2 separate regions of the Bos taurus genome follow, and region 2 is linked to region 1. Evidence: chromatin contacts called from public Hi-C data. All regions are on one chromosome and are shown on one strand. The core of a region is the stretch at or near the end of the contact, and the rest is flanking DNA. Distances in the headings are between cores, read along the strand shown.

Region 1 (6,864 bases), core at 2,708-5,207:
CTTTGGCCACCCCATGCAAAGAGTTGACTCACTGGAAAAGACTCTGATGCTGGGAGGGATTGGGGGCAGGAGGAGAAGGGGACGACAGAAGATGAGATGGCGGATGGCATCACTGACTCGATGGACCTGAGTCTGAGTGAACTCCAGGAGTTGGTGATGGACAGGGAGGCCTGGTGTGCTGCGATTTATGGGGTCGCAAAGAGTTGGACATGACTGAGTGAACTGAACTGAACTGAACATCCGTATTTTGTTATTGTTCAGTTGATAAGTCATGTCTGACTCTTTGGGACCTCATGGACTGCAGCACTCCAGGCTTCCCTGTTCTAGGATTCCCCGTCCTTCACTATCTCCTGAAGTTTGATCAGATTCATGTCTGTTGAATCAGTGATGCTATCTAACCATCTCATCTGCTGCTGCTCCCTTCTCCTTTTGCCTTCAGTCTTTGCCAGCATCAGGGTCTTTTCCAGTGAGTCAGCTCTTCACATCAGGTGGCCAAAGTACTGGAGCTTCAGCTTCAGCATCAGTCCTTCCAATGAGTATTCAGGGTTGATTTCCTTTTGGATTGACAGGTTTGATCTCCTTGCTGTCCAAGGGACTCTCGAGAGTCTTCTCCAGCAGCACAATTTGAAAGCATCAATTCTTCGGCACTCAGCCTTCTTTATGGTCCAACTCTCACATCTGTGCTATGACTACTGGGAAAACCATAGCTTTGACTGTATGGATCTTTGTCAGCAAAGTGATGCCTCTGCTTTTTAATTCCAGTCAATAGCCTACCGTGGTGTGAATCATTGTTTACGCCATTCCAGGAGGCAGGAATAGTGGAGCCCTGGCAGTGAGACTCTTCCAACAGAGGCTTAACGTCCAGATGACTGTGAACCTTCAAACCACGGTAGGCCATTGTCATAGCTTTTCTTCCAAGGAGCAAGTGTCTTTTAGTTTCATGGCTGCAGTCACTGTCCTCAGCCCTGACAATGTGTACCTCTCTGGTTTTAGAAGGCAGGGGCTATTATTCTGCCCACCATACTTCATAAAACTTGCTGTGAGAATTAAGTTAATTGATACATGAAAAGTGCTTAAAGTATTAGGTTAAATGCTATGAAATTGCTTCAATTCAACTGCTCGCTACAAGAAGTCAATCTAATTATATCTGTCATTATTCTAGTGGTGGAAATGTCATGCTTTATTTAACCAGTTTGCCGCTGCTCTGGTTTCCTATGGTCATGCATTCCTTTCTCAAGTGAGTTGTTGTTATTTTGGTACGGTAATGTCGATGTGAGCATCCTGACACATCTCCATTATCATGTCTTTCACAAATTAGGGACAGCTCATCTGGGGAGTGCCTGTTTCCTCTTTGCCATCCTTCTTCCCCACCCCATGCACAGCTCACAGCCCTGCACCCGCCTTTGCTGACCTGGAAGAATCATCTTTTTCTTGCCTGGCCCCTTGTCCAGCACTGGCTTGGCTCTGGAGTGTGGACATGGGCCAGGACCCTGCTCCTGTGGGAGGTTCATCCTCTTGTTCTTCTAGGGACTGAACCCCTTCCCTTCTTCTGGGCCTTTGGCTTTCTGAACCGGGCCTGGAGCTGCCACTGTTATGGGCCCACGTTCAGGGATCAGTAACACTGTGACTGTCTTTGCACGGGCCGCCTGAGTCCCAGGCACCCATCCCCACAAACTTTTGGTTGCCTGGGAGTGTGGATATGTATCCCCAGTTCTGTAATGCCCTGTGTGTGGCTCATGGACGTATTGAGGGTGGACCCTGGCACCTGACAGTTCATACTGGTCGCGAGGTCTCGCCTGTTACAGATTCAGTGGATCTCTGAGAATTTGTGCCACTTGCCTAGAGGGGTCAATCCAGCGTCTCCACCCAGATTATCTGCCTGTGACCAAGGAGAGGATTCAGATGCGGTTCTTTTTCACTCTCCTGTAGCTGCCTCTCGTTAATGCTTCCTCTTCCACGTGTGACCCCCCGGCCAGTGGAGGGAACGTGCCTGAACTCCGGCTCTGTGCCCCGAAGCTGGTGACACCACCTTCTCAGCCCATCACAGCCCCCATGGGGGTGTGCTCCCCAATTCTGCAGGTGGAACCGGGTCCCTGAGAGTGTCCAGGGCTGCTCTGAGGTCATACCGAGTCCCAGTGACCTGGAGCCACACAGAAGGCCTGGTTCTCACCTATGCCTGTCATTCCTGGTTCAAGCACATCCAAATGCCAGTGTTGAGGGGGGAACCTTGAGTTCCTGGGGGAGGCGGAGAAACGTATGCATCCTCCTTGATGGGTGTCTCTGCCACAGCTGTCCTGTGGTTTTTATGGGGACCCGAGCGAGTTCCATTCTGGTGGATCAGGCTTCTGGAGGAAGGATGTCCCCCAAATGGAGACAAAGGCAGCCAACTTGTCTGCTGCACTGCCAGTGCCCAGGAGGAAGATGCCAGCCACGGGAATTGTGGCCATATGGCCGGCAGGGTGCCTGTTTGGGAGCAGTCAGCCCGGCCCCTTTGAAGCAATTTTAAGACCAATTTGGTAACTTGATTTGGAAAAGGGTATCAGTGACTTCAGGGCACGGGCTCATTAGCTGTCTTCTGGGCCCTGCAAATTGGGTTAAGTGGAATGAAATCGGCTTTTTCCCCTCTCTGGGCTCGTGGCTGAGGTCCAAGCCCCATTGTAATGGGAACGTCTCCTGGGGAAAGGACACTGAAAAGCTTTCCGGGGAGTCTGGCGCTCTGTTTTCACATGTGAATTCTGCTTTCCCCTGGAGGGCAGGGCAGTGGGCTGATAAAAATGAACCTGGAGTGGGCCAGTGAGCGGGTAGGGGGTCGGGGGTGAAGAGGATGAAGGCTGACTAGTTGAGGAGTGCTCCTCAAGCACTGGCTGTCCTCCTGCTGTGGGATGCTGTGCGTGACACCTTTTCTTCCCCCCCACACTGTGTGTGCCGGGGACCCTCCTTGAGTTCCCTGGGGCACATGTGAGCGCACCTAGGGTTTGTACCCAGAGCTGACACTGCTGCCTCTGGGGCATTCCCTGTGTTCCAGATGGTACCAAATTGCTTTCGAGAACAGCCCCTCCAATTTACATTCCCGCCCGCCGTGCCCCAGAGCCCTGTTTTCCCTACTTTGTCACCCACCTTTGCTGTGTGAGGTTTTTGCCATTGTGCCAGTCTCATCCGTGAGCCACAGTTTCTGGTTGTTTCCTGGACGACCAGGAGGCGGACTGCCTGTCCTTGTGCACTGACCCTGTGGGGAAGGGCTCCAAAGGCAGCCTGCATCCTTCTAGCCCACCTGCCCACCCCACCCCCTGACCCCCAGGAAGATGGGCGGGGCTCATTCATTGCTTATCTGGAACGGCTCCCTTCCCAGTTCAGTTTTGTTGCCAGCAAGCTTCTGTTTTGGACCCGCTGCTAAGCAGTTTTCTCTACTGTTTAGGTGCAGAGAGGGCTGGAGCCGTGTGTGTGTGTGTGTGTGTGTGTGTGTATCTTTCTCTCTTTTCTCCCCTCCCTTTTTGGGTCCCAGTTCCTCCCTCACTGTTACCCCCCATCAACCTCCTCTCCCTATTTATTCTGCCCTCCCCCGCCCCCATCACTGGTCTTAATTGACTTTGGCTCCCGTCCCAGACCTCAGCCTGGCACCCAGACCTGCCGTGCTATCGTAGCACCTCAGATGGTTAAACAAACAGAGGGTGGCATTTATTGAATGCCAGTCTGAATGGACAGACACCCGCGAGTCTGTCCTCTCCTCGCCAGCTCCATCCTCATCTTTCTCACCATTTGCAGTGTTGAGGGCTGTGGAGTTTCAGCCTCTTTTACGAAGCATCGCTCATTGCTGGCCGCTGAGTGTCAGGCCCCAGGGACCCGGAGGCCGGCGCTGGCTCTGGAGTTCCCCGGGCCTTACGGTAAAAACGCATCACCCTGAACGTGGGCCAGCCGAGGCATCGGCCCAACTCCGCCCCGCCTGCCGAGCAGCTGGATCCTGCCCCCGAGCCTTAGTCACTGGCTGGAGAGACTCTCCCTGTTCAGGCTGAGTACAGCCCCTCCTCCCACAGCCCGGGTTCCTGGAAAAACTTCGTCCGTGGGACGTGGACCTCTCCTCCTACTTGAATCATCAGAGCTCTCATTTGTTGAACACTTATTAAGTGTCAGAGACTGCTAAGCCCTTTATGAGCATCTGCTCATTTAATCCTCTTAATAATCTCCCATGGCAGGTGTGCTTTTAATCTCCTTTTCACTGATGGGAATACCTGCTCAGCCAGGTGAATACTAACAATAGAAAGTGTCACACCTTTATTAGGTGCTACTGTATGCCAGATACCTGGCTTAACTCCCAGGAACCCTGCAAAGGCATGCTGTTGCTATTAATATTATGCCCATTTCACAGACAGAGACACTGAGACCCGGGGGTGTCTGGGTCCCCTGGCTCGTATGTGCAGTCTGCCTGTTGATCGCTCAGCTACAGGGCTGTGCTGTAATGAGATGCAGACAGAGTTTCCCAAGTGAGCAGGCCTGGCTGGTACCCTGACTCCAGAGCTTGGACTCTCCCTACTGCTCCATGCTGCCTCCAGGGGATAGACCCAGGGCTGGGCGGAGTTTCCCACTTTCCCAGATGGGCATCAGGGAGAGGGCTGTGTGGTTGCCCAGCATACTCAGCAGGATTTGCTCAAGGAACTCTTGGGAGAAGAGCAGGCCAGAGGTTGAGGATGTGGCAGGGAGCCTCTGAGGGGAGAGACTACTACAGATTGACCAGGGGAGGACTGACCTTCCATTCAAAGGGGCCTGGGCCCCCCGCTTCCTGTCCTTTTTGCATCCAGCCCAGCTTCGGGCTGCAGCTGTGGGACCAGGTCTGGTCCGTGGATTCCTTGGAGCCCATACTCTCTCCCTCCCATCTCACTTCTCTGGTGACCAAGAGGAGCATCCTCCCGCGGGGAGGTGGGGTGGGAGGATGGCTGACATAGCCCTCGCCTGCTCAGCACTTTTCCAGTTTATGAAGCGTTTCATAGATGTGATCTCATCCCATTCAGCAGTCACGTGGGGATTCAAGCCCCCGTCTACCAAAGGGGGCCCCGCGGCTTCTGCAGAGAGAGTCCTGCTTTTTCCACCCCATGGTGCTGCTCAGTCATCCCAAAGCAAGGGGTTCCCCGCACAGGCGTCCCTGGTTGGTGCAGGGGTAAAGAACCCACCTGCCAATGCAGCAGACGCGAGAGACACAGAATCAATCCCTGGGTCAGGAAGATCTGGAGGAGGAAATGGCAACCCACTCCAGTATTCTTGCCTGGAGAATCCCATGGACAGAGGAGCCTGGCGGGCTACAGTCCATGGGGTCTCAAAGAGTCAGACATGATTGTATGACTATGCACTGCACTGTTCAGGGCTGTGGTCATCATTCTACCCAAGCCCCAGCAGTGGCCTGTGGAGCAGGAAGCCCAGGCAAGGCCATTGGGTGGAGTTGATGCAGTCTTAGTATGAGCAGAAGGAAGATCGCCTCACCGTATGGGGCTGATGTCTCAGGAACCTCCGGAGGCCACGGAGTGGTCTTGAAACTAGAGCTGAACGAAGACTTCCAGAAGGAGAAATGAAGGGGCATGGAACAGAGCCGTGTGATAGCAACAGCGCCATCCCTGGGGTCCACGTGCCCAGACTTCCCTTGCTGCGAGGGTCCTCTGAACAGCCCCCCGCAAGGGGAGGGCTATTTGCCCCATTTTGAGACTGGGAATCGCTTCCAGGATTAACCTCAGGGGGCTGGCCCCAAACCTCCCTTCTTCCCTCCCTGCTCTGCTCTTTAGAAAAACAAAAACAGAATTTCTTTCATGTCATTCTAGTAAATTCAGTTTTTAAGAAATTAATTTCCTTCTCTGATGCCTGGCTCGTGACAGATCGTAGATCAGAAGGCAGGTCGTGGGTCTTTGCCACTCAGACAGGCTCAGAAAGGCACCCCGCCCCACCGAGTCCCTCCTGTGTCAGGGGAGGCTGGGGAGCCGGCAGTTTCACTGTTTCAGCAGATGGAAGAACCTGTTAACCTGCCTTAGAAGCTAATAAAAAAAAAAAATCCCAGTGAGATCATGTCTGTTAAAGCCCTTTGAGCCCTTGAGCTCAGAGGCTGTATTAACGCACGCTGCTTTTATTGCTTACTCAGCAAAAATGTCCCCAGGCTGCAAAGCCCATTCCCTCCTTCCAGCCCCTTTGCTTCCTTATGCGTTTTCTTTGATGCTTCCTTTGCATCTTGAAGACCTGCCAATTTCCAGGTTCACCTGCTGTACTAGAAGCATATTGTGGGTGCTAATTTCGTGCTGAACCTTTTTTTATTCATTGACTCCTTTGACCCTTACAGCCATTCTACGAATCTCTGTGTATTCCCATTTTTCAGGTGAGGCAAACGAGGTTCAAACTGGGGAGGTCAAAAAGTCCCACAGCCTAGAAAGACAGACAGGGTCCCCTTCCAGGTTATGTATTTTCCGGCTCCTGCCTTGCCAAAGTCATGCCTGTGCTGCTTTCCTTAACTGGAGGAGAGAAGGACCCTCCTGGAATTGGGCCCTGAGATGATGCTTACAGTATGGGAGTCATTTTTGCTGCTAAGGGTGGGCTGGACCATGTCTGTCCTTTTTGTTCTAGAGACTCTTGGCCCTGATTTGTTAAGAGGTCACCCCACTGCACGCCCCTCCCCGCACACCCTGGTGCAGGAACGCCTTTGCTTGACTCTCTGCCTGAGATGGACAGACAGGTAGACCTGAGGTTGGAGACACCAGACTGTGACTTGTCCTGAGAACCTGATCTGGCCCCACCACTGCTGTCTCCAAAGGCAAAAATCAAGCTATTTGTAATATCTTTATCAGAGGTTGGCTGTGGAGATGAGAGGAGGAATAGTTAACAATAACTAATATTGGT
Region 2 (7,812 bases), core at 2,894-5,393, 67 kb before region 1:
TATTTATTTCCTCCCAGTGTTATCATGCTTGTTGGCAGTTGAGTGTCTTATTTTGCACAGTTTCAGGTGATGGCTTGGCTGTCCAACCACTTAACTGTATTCTTGCCTTCTTAGCAAATACAGAACAACTAAGTGTGGGCTCTTACCTTATTAGGAAGTGGAAGGAGAAATAAGAAACATTTCCTGGATGGCCAAGCCGTGCACACATGGTGATATAGGTTATTTACTGAGGTGACTTGTAGTTTGAACAGGTTGGTCACGGACAGTAAGACTCAGAGCCAAGATCTGAGCATCTCTGTCTCTTGAGCTTGCTTTCTTCCCACTACCCTGGACTAGTTCTTCTCCTAAGTAACTAAGTGGCCAATCTAGCATGGACCGTGGTACATACGAAGCCCCGAGGCTGGGACAGAAATGTCCATAGCTCACCTGTGGACGGTTCTGATTCCTCACTGGGTCTTGTTCGGTATCTTTGTGCTTTCTCTCCGGATGGAGTTAGACACGTGATGCTGAACTTGGAGGCACTGGTGCAAAGTCAGATCCAGGCTGGAGTGTCATCTGAGGTTGATCTTGGGCCTTTTTTTTTTCTTTTTTAATACTTATTCATTTGGCTGTGCGAGGTCTTAGTTGCAGTGCTTGGTTGCAGATCTTTAGTTCCATGTGGGATGACCAAGTTCCCTGCCCAAAGGTTGAACCTTGATCGCCCCTTGTATTGGGAGCTTAGTCTTAGCCACTGGACCACCAGGGAAGTCCCTTTGGGTCTGGTATTTATTGAACCTGCCTTAGCCTCAGTTTCCTTATCTGTGCAGTGGATGTGATAGCACCTAGGTCAAGGTGGTTAGGATGAGCCTCTCCGGGATGAAGCATCTGGTACGTGGGAGGCCCTCAGCCATCACTTCTTCATCCCTGCAAGTAACGCATCTGACTCACAGGTGCCTGAGGGACTTTCTCTCCCCTCCTTCAATGTGTCATCTCCCTCTCCTTAAGCTTGTATTATCTGGGTGTGGTGAGTCCTGGGACTGAAGCCGCCCTGCCAGCCGATCAGTGACATAAAACCCGGGAGCACCTCCTTTCACGTGGGGCCCCGTGACTGGCTGGCAGCTGCCAGCGGTGACGGGAACTAGCGGGGCCCCGGGGGCTGCGGGGATCGGTGTGTGGGGATCTGGGCAGGGCTGCTGGATGGAGAGAGGAGGCTTAGGGTTTGGCAGTGGATGTTGTGCTGCAGGACGCAGGCTCCTCCTGGCACAGTGGATTTCCAGCTGTAGGCACTGGGGTGCGGTATCCGACCGGGAACCGGCTGCTCCACAAAGGCACCTTTGGGAGACACAGGGAGGGCTGGGCATCCCTGCTGCGGGTGTTTAGGGAACAGATTTCTGAAGGCTTAGGAGTGGGAAAGGGCGTACCTGGGAAGGCTCACTGGGTTGGTCGCCTGCTGTGTGGTCTTAGAAAGAAGAGGAGTTGATAACCTCCCTGTACTAGCGCGTGAGTTCTTACTATCCTGCCGAGTTCATCGCTTGGCTGTGTGATGGTGCCTCTCTCTCCTGCTATGTGACCTTCCCAAGAGCAGGCGAGTTTCTTGCAGAGCGCCCTTCCCATTGAAACATGTCGACGGCTGGTGACAATCACAGGCAGGACATGAACTCTGGGATGCCCCTGGAGATCTGTGTCCTTGCTGCCTCTGTCTGCTGGCGTCTTGGCAACGTCTTCATCTCTTTCTGATGGTTTCACTTCCCTCTCTCTTTTCTTCTGTGCTTCCTTCTGACCTTCCATCACTTTTTTCCTTCCAACCCTCCTTGGTGGCTCAGATGGTAAAGAATCTGCTGCAGTGCAGGCGACCCAGATTTGATCCCTGGGTTGGGAAGTTTCCCTGGAGATGGAAATAGCAACCCACTCCAGTATTCTTGCCTGGGAAATCCCATGGATAAAGGAGCCTGGCCAGCTACAGTCCATAAGGTCGCAAGAGTCAGACATGACCTTGCTTGAAGGCATGGATGGACTCGGTCCAGAGGCCCACCTGTAAATGTTGGTTCGATCTTTGTTGCCCAATACACAGTATGGTCTTGGTAGCCATTAGTTACTTCCTTTGCTAAGAACCTCCTTGTGGTCCTTTCCAGAAGTGAGCTCCTTTCGCATACATGCCCTTGTCTAGTTGCTGGACTGGTGAGTTAGCAGCTGCTGTGAGAAGTACATGCCCTAGTGGGCTGAGGTGGGCCATGTCCTGGTGGAATAGCCCTGAATCTCCCCTTTCAAGCCCACCCTCACTTAAGCCCCACTCACAGAATCAGGGATGGGGTGGGGGCATGCACAGGCAAGCAAATCTTTTTTCTTTTTTTATTGCCCCCACCAAACTTGCTTAGTGGCCAATAGTTTGGCCACCTGATGCGACGAACTGACTTATTGGAAAAGACACTGATGCTGGGAAAGATTGAGGGCAGGAGGAGAAGGGGCCGACAGAGGATGAGATGTTTGGATGGCATCACTGACTCGATGGACATGAGTTTGAGCAAGCTCCTGGAGTTGGTAACAGGCAGGGAAGCCTGGTGTGCTGCAGTCCATGGGATCTCAAAGAGTTGGACATGACTGAGCGACTGAACTGAACTGAAGCTTGCTTACTTGTAGAAATGGACAATATAGACGTTTTATAATCCTAACCCTCTGGAATAGCTACACTTCCCTTCCGGCCCTCTTGTCCTGCTTACGATAGGTTTGTATCTCTACTCTGCTCACTTAGCATTACAGCCTGACCATTTGCCAGTGTCATTCAGTTTTAAAAGCTTGTTTTAAGCACCTTTCCCATGTTTCATCACACACTTTTTCTTCTGCTGTGAAAACGAGGAGAATCATAGCCCCTCTCCCCATGGGGCTGATGTGAGAGAGAGGTGAGGAAGGTCCGTCCGGGTGCCCCACCTCGCATGGCACAGAGCTCGTGCTGCCAGGATTGCCGTCCTGGTCAGCTCAGCCAGGTTAGCACATCCGGGCATTCAGATCTTCTTCTGCTTTGTCTGCTATAACGCGTAGACCTTTCCCCATATCCCTGGTGGTTTTCCTGGCAGAGCCCCCCAGAAGATCTGGATAGCATCTGTCCTAACTCTCCAGGTATACAGTTCACCAGTCACCCCTCCGCACCTGGTGCTAGCGGTTACTGGGGCAACTCCTGATGTGTGAGCATCTTAATTCAGGCAGCAAACTCCTTAGCGGGCATGGAGCTCTGTGATCCGCAAACACCCAAAACAAAGCCGTGTTCCTGTTGCTTTTCTTTGACGACTGCTGTAATTGACCAGCTTTTCATGTGTCTTGCCTACTTGTGTGTTCTCAACCGGTCATTTCCTTTGCCATGTTTAGGAGATTTTCCCCACCCCCCGGCCCATGAATAGGTAGGGTCTGTCTGGACCAACTTGTGGATTTTACAGATGGGGGACCTAGGGGAGTCCCACTGGACTCTTTGTTAGGCATGAGGTTCCAGGAAATGACACCTCCTCCATTTCTGGGGGTATGGAATCTGCATCTGATTGTGGGAGCGAAATCATGCTTTACAAATGAATGCAGGGGCGCCTGTCTTCTTAACCTGAGCTCTTGTCAATTTTAAATATTCCTCCCTAAGTGGTATTTGCCGGGAGCTTCTCCCTTTTTTCTTCCTTCCTTTCCTCATAAGCAAAATAAAAAATCCTGCCAACTTTCAGGTGTCATTGTAAATGTCAGCTCTTTAGAGACCTCCACCTGGTACCCCCAGATTAACTGCTGGGGGTGGGGAAGTTGGGCTGGCAACTCCTTCACTACATTGGTTTGTAGGAGCATTTGCTGAACGTCTGCTTCTGTAGACTCCAGGCACGGACCTTGTCTCTTACTGCATCGTATGTGTTCCCTCAGCCCCTCCTGCGGGGCTTGGAGTGGATGCCCAGAGTAGTAAAGTGCCTTGCGTGGATGCGGCTGACCCAGAAGTTGACCGGGCATGTGAGCCCACCTTTAAGCTGGGTCCCCCGGAACCCTTTGCCTCGGCAGCCAGCCAGAGCTTGGCTTTGGTGTCTGGGTGAGCGGAGCAAAGGTCTGCTGGCATGGCAGGGCTTTGTCCCTGTGCCCCACTGGTATCAGTCACTCCGGGTTACTTTGGCTCAGTGAGGCCAGAGCGAGATCCAGGGGAAAGGTTGGGACTGGCCTCCCGGAGAGTGCCCAGTGACAGCCAGCCGTGCCCTCTGCTTGACTGCACTCAAGCCCTGCACTTGGCGAGGCTCCTGCGGGCCTGCCGTGGAAGGTGAAAGAAGCTTCTCTGTCACAAGCCGAGGCTTGAAACCAGCTGAGAACTCCGGTTCCACCACCTCAGGACCTGTCCTGCTGGCGGGAGGAGCCTGGGGTGGGGTGTGGATTGGCACTGGGGGAGGGGCAGAAGGAGGGAGAAGAAATCTTCGGGGTGGTCTGGTAACTTCCTCGAGGGCTGGAATGCTGGGTTTCCTGGTGGTCAGAGCTGGAGGAGGCCTGATGGAGCGCAGAGAGCACCTGCCCAACTGGAATCCTGGTGCTGCCAACCCGCTGTGGGCGTGGTACCCACCTCTGGCAGCCCCAGCCTCCCCTCAGGAGAATGGAACTAACCAGGCTTGTGGGCAGATGCAGCGACCGGGTGCGCCTTCCTGGCACTTCGCAAGCACCTGGTGGATGCTGCCTTTACACGTGCTCTGCCCACCCACCTCCATAACGGACACACATTGACTTTGGCAGAAAATTGCTCACCTTGGGGAATTGTCAGCGGAGTCAGTGAGAACTCACATTGCAGGTCCCCGGGCCATCAGAGCACCCAATGAGGCTGCCCCGGTGCTGGGAGGGACCCCGCCAGGAGGCTGAACTCGCAAGGCTGGCACCAGTTTGAGTCCTTGGGGTTGGTGCGGGGTGGCAGAGAGCGGGCAGGCTGGAACCCCATGTTCCAACCCCAGGCCTTCTACTTGAAGCCGAGTGACCCTGGGTGGGTGTCTTGTTACTCTTTCCTCGTCGTGAAGTGGGCAGAGGAGGGTCCCTGCACCACTTGTTGGAGGGAAACCCTCGGGATGGGGAGGTGGTTGAAGCCATCTGGGAGATGCTGGGATCAGGGCTGGCCAGGCTTTTTCATGGAGGGGGTGGTAGGCAGCAAACTGAGGGGCTTCTTTCTGAGCAGCTCTTCTGGAGGCCTTGCAGACACACAGCAGCTCGAGGCCTGGCATAGATATGGATGTAGTTGGCAGGAGATTTCAGTAATGACCTCTACTCCCCCAATATGTTCATACCCTAGTCCCTGGAACCCATGAATATTCCATGTGGCCAATGGGGTATTAAGATTGCAGGTGGAAGGAAGGATGACCTTAACAAAGGGAGATTATCTGGGATTTTCCCGTGGGTCCCGTATCATCACAAGGGTCCTTAGAAATGGAAGAGGGAGGCAGAAGAGGAGGTCAGAGTGATGCGATGTGAGAAGTTACATCACTGCTTTGAAGATGCTGGACGAGCTGTCAGGCGGGGAATCCTTCTTGGAGCCTCCAGAAAGGAATGTTGCCCCGCTGACAACCCTTTAGACAACCTCGTGAGACCCCTTTTGGACTTTTCATCCCCGGAACTGTTTTCAGTTAATTTGTGTGCATTTAAGGCCCAGAGCTGGTGGTTTTTTGTTCCGACAGCCCTGGAGTCTAATGCGATGGATGAAGCATTTGAGGGCCACACTTCATTTCCAGCACTGTGAAGGCTGGGGGCTGGGGATCGGCAAAGGGGAATGTCCTTTGGGGATTGGCACTGGCCACAGAAGATGAGATGCTTGGATGGCATCACCAACTCAATGGACATGAGTTTGAGCAGACTCCGGGAGACAGTGAAGGACTGAGAAGCAGGTGTGCTGCAGTCCATGGGGTCGCAGAGTTGGACACGACTGAGCGACTAAACAGCAACTGGCCCACAGCCCTGTATTTGGGTGTGATCCTCGGTGACTGGGTCCACAGAGGCCTGCCTGGTGACCTTGTGGGGGCGGCTCGGGTAAGCAGGTATGCTGATATCCTGTGATAAAGGCCTTGTGTAAATGCCGCATGCCCATCACCTCTCGGATAGCCCAGCCTTCAGCTCCGGCAGCCTGGGGAAAACAGTGTAATGGTGCGTCAGGTGCTGGGAGGCACCCTTCCTGTCTTGCCCTACTGTTTCAATTGTCGGTCTGTTGGAGGTATTTCTTCAAACATCTTGGGAGTGGTTGGCAGGTGCACACGAGCCTCAAGTGATGGCCTGTCTGTCCTGCACACTGGCTGCTCCTGGCCTCAGGGCCCAGCACTTTCTCAGTCTTTACTGACAGGCCCTCCTGAGCTGCTGTGCTGGGTGGGAGGCCAGCACCCGCCCCCTACCCCCATCCCCTGTCCACTTTACTGCAGGAATGGGTTGTCAGGCAGCAGTGGGGGCTGGATGGAGGTGACCTCGACCTCGCTGTCCCAGTCTTGGAATGCAGGCCTGGGTCCTTGTCTCAGTGTGGTCATTTTAGAAGAAGGCATGCTATATCTGCGAGGGCTTTTGCACTAATACTGTGTGTGTGTGTGTGTGTGTGTGTGTGTGTGTTTCACGGTTCCATGTATAGGATGACATGGACTTCCCTGGTGGATCTGACAGTAAAGAATCTGTCTGCTGATGCAGAAGACACAGGTTTGATCCCTGGGTCGGGAACATGCCCTGAAGTAGGGAATAGCAATCCACTCCAGTATCCTTACCTGGAAAATCCCATGGACAAGGAGCCTGGAGGGCTATAGCCCATAGGGTTGCAGAGTCAAACACCATTTAGCCACTGAACAACAACATAGGATGACATTTAAATGCCTCCTTAAAGCCAAACCAGGACAGCTCCCTGCCATCATCACCTGAAGCTGGCAGGTATCAGGGCAGAGTGTGGGCTGCTCTCCTGAGTGAGTGGCTTTCATCCAGGGCCAGCTCAGCTGCTCTCAGGTGCTCTCGTCCTGCTCCAGAGCTGCCTGCAGCTTCCTGGGGCTCAGCCACCCGGAACAGGAGGAAAGGCTGGGGATGCTACCAGGCTTGAGTTTGGCCCCCACCAAAGTCAAATTGAGAGTCCCTTGGACTGCAAGGAGATCCAACCCTTGGACTGCAAGGAGATCCAACCAGTCCCTCCTTAAGGAAATCAGTCATGAATATTCATTGGAAGGACTGATGCTGTAGCTGAAGCTCCAATACTTTGGCCACCTGATGCAAAGAACTGACTCATTGGAAAAGACCCTGATGCTGGGAAAGATTGAAGGTGGGAGGAGAAGGGGGTGACAGAGGATGAGACAGTTGGATGGCCTCACCGACTCACTGGACATGAATTTGAGTAAACTCCTAGAGTTGGTGATGGACAGGGAGGTCTGGTGTGCTGCGGTCCATGGGGTCACAAAGAGTTGGACACGACTGAGAGACTGAACTGAACTGAACTGAAAGTCAAGATGTCAGGCAAGATGAAGCAGGAGAAGCTCCCTTGCGGAGAGGGAGAAGGAGGGGCCCAGACTGCCGGCTGGCAGCTCTTTTATATGCAAAACCGATCCATCAGCTCCTCTGCCCTGACGGCTCCCATCCTCTCCTCCCCCAGTTAGGGGGTGGGAGGTGAGGAATTTCATGGGGGGTATTATCTCTGATCTTGGTGCTACCTTCCTCTGCTGCATCCTGCATCCTGGGGTTGGCGGATGACGGGCAGACACCTGGCTGGAATGACAAAGAGCTGTCCTGGAGGATGCTCCTTGAGGAGGGCTCTGCTGAGCCAGCGTTCGCATCTTTGCCTCTCCAGCTGGGGCGCCTCTCCTTCTCTGACATAGGCCAGGCCATCGAGATGGTGATGGCCTT

Evidence for each region. Hi-C and Micro-C count contacts between places; a contact is called where the count stands out from the background.
Region 2: a Hi-C map of liver shows a contact between it and region 1, with 2.2 times the contacts expected there. A contact is called at or near these places in 2 of 11 Hi-C or Micro-C datasets (liver and skeletal muscle).

The regions. Positions count from the first base shown.
Region 1 is chr14:12,486,879-12,493,742 of ARS-UCD2.0, reverse strand. No RefSeq gene overlaps it. Among named protein-coding and RNA genes, the nearest start is that of TRNAG-CCC, 30 kb to the left of the region's middle.
Region 2 is chr14:12,552,737-12,560,548 of ARS-UCD2.0, reverse strand. No RefSeq gene overlaps it. Among named protein-coding and RNA genes, the nearest start is that of TRNAG-CCC, 36 kb to the right of the region's middle.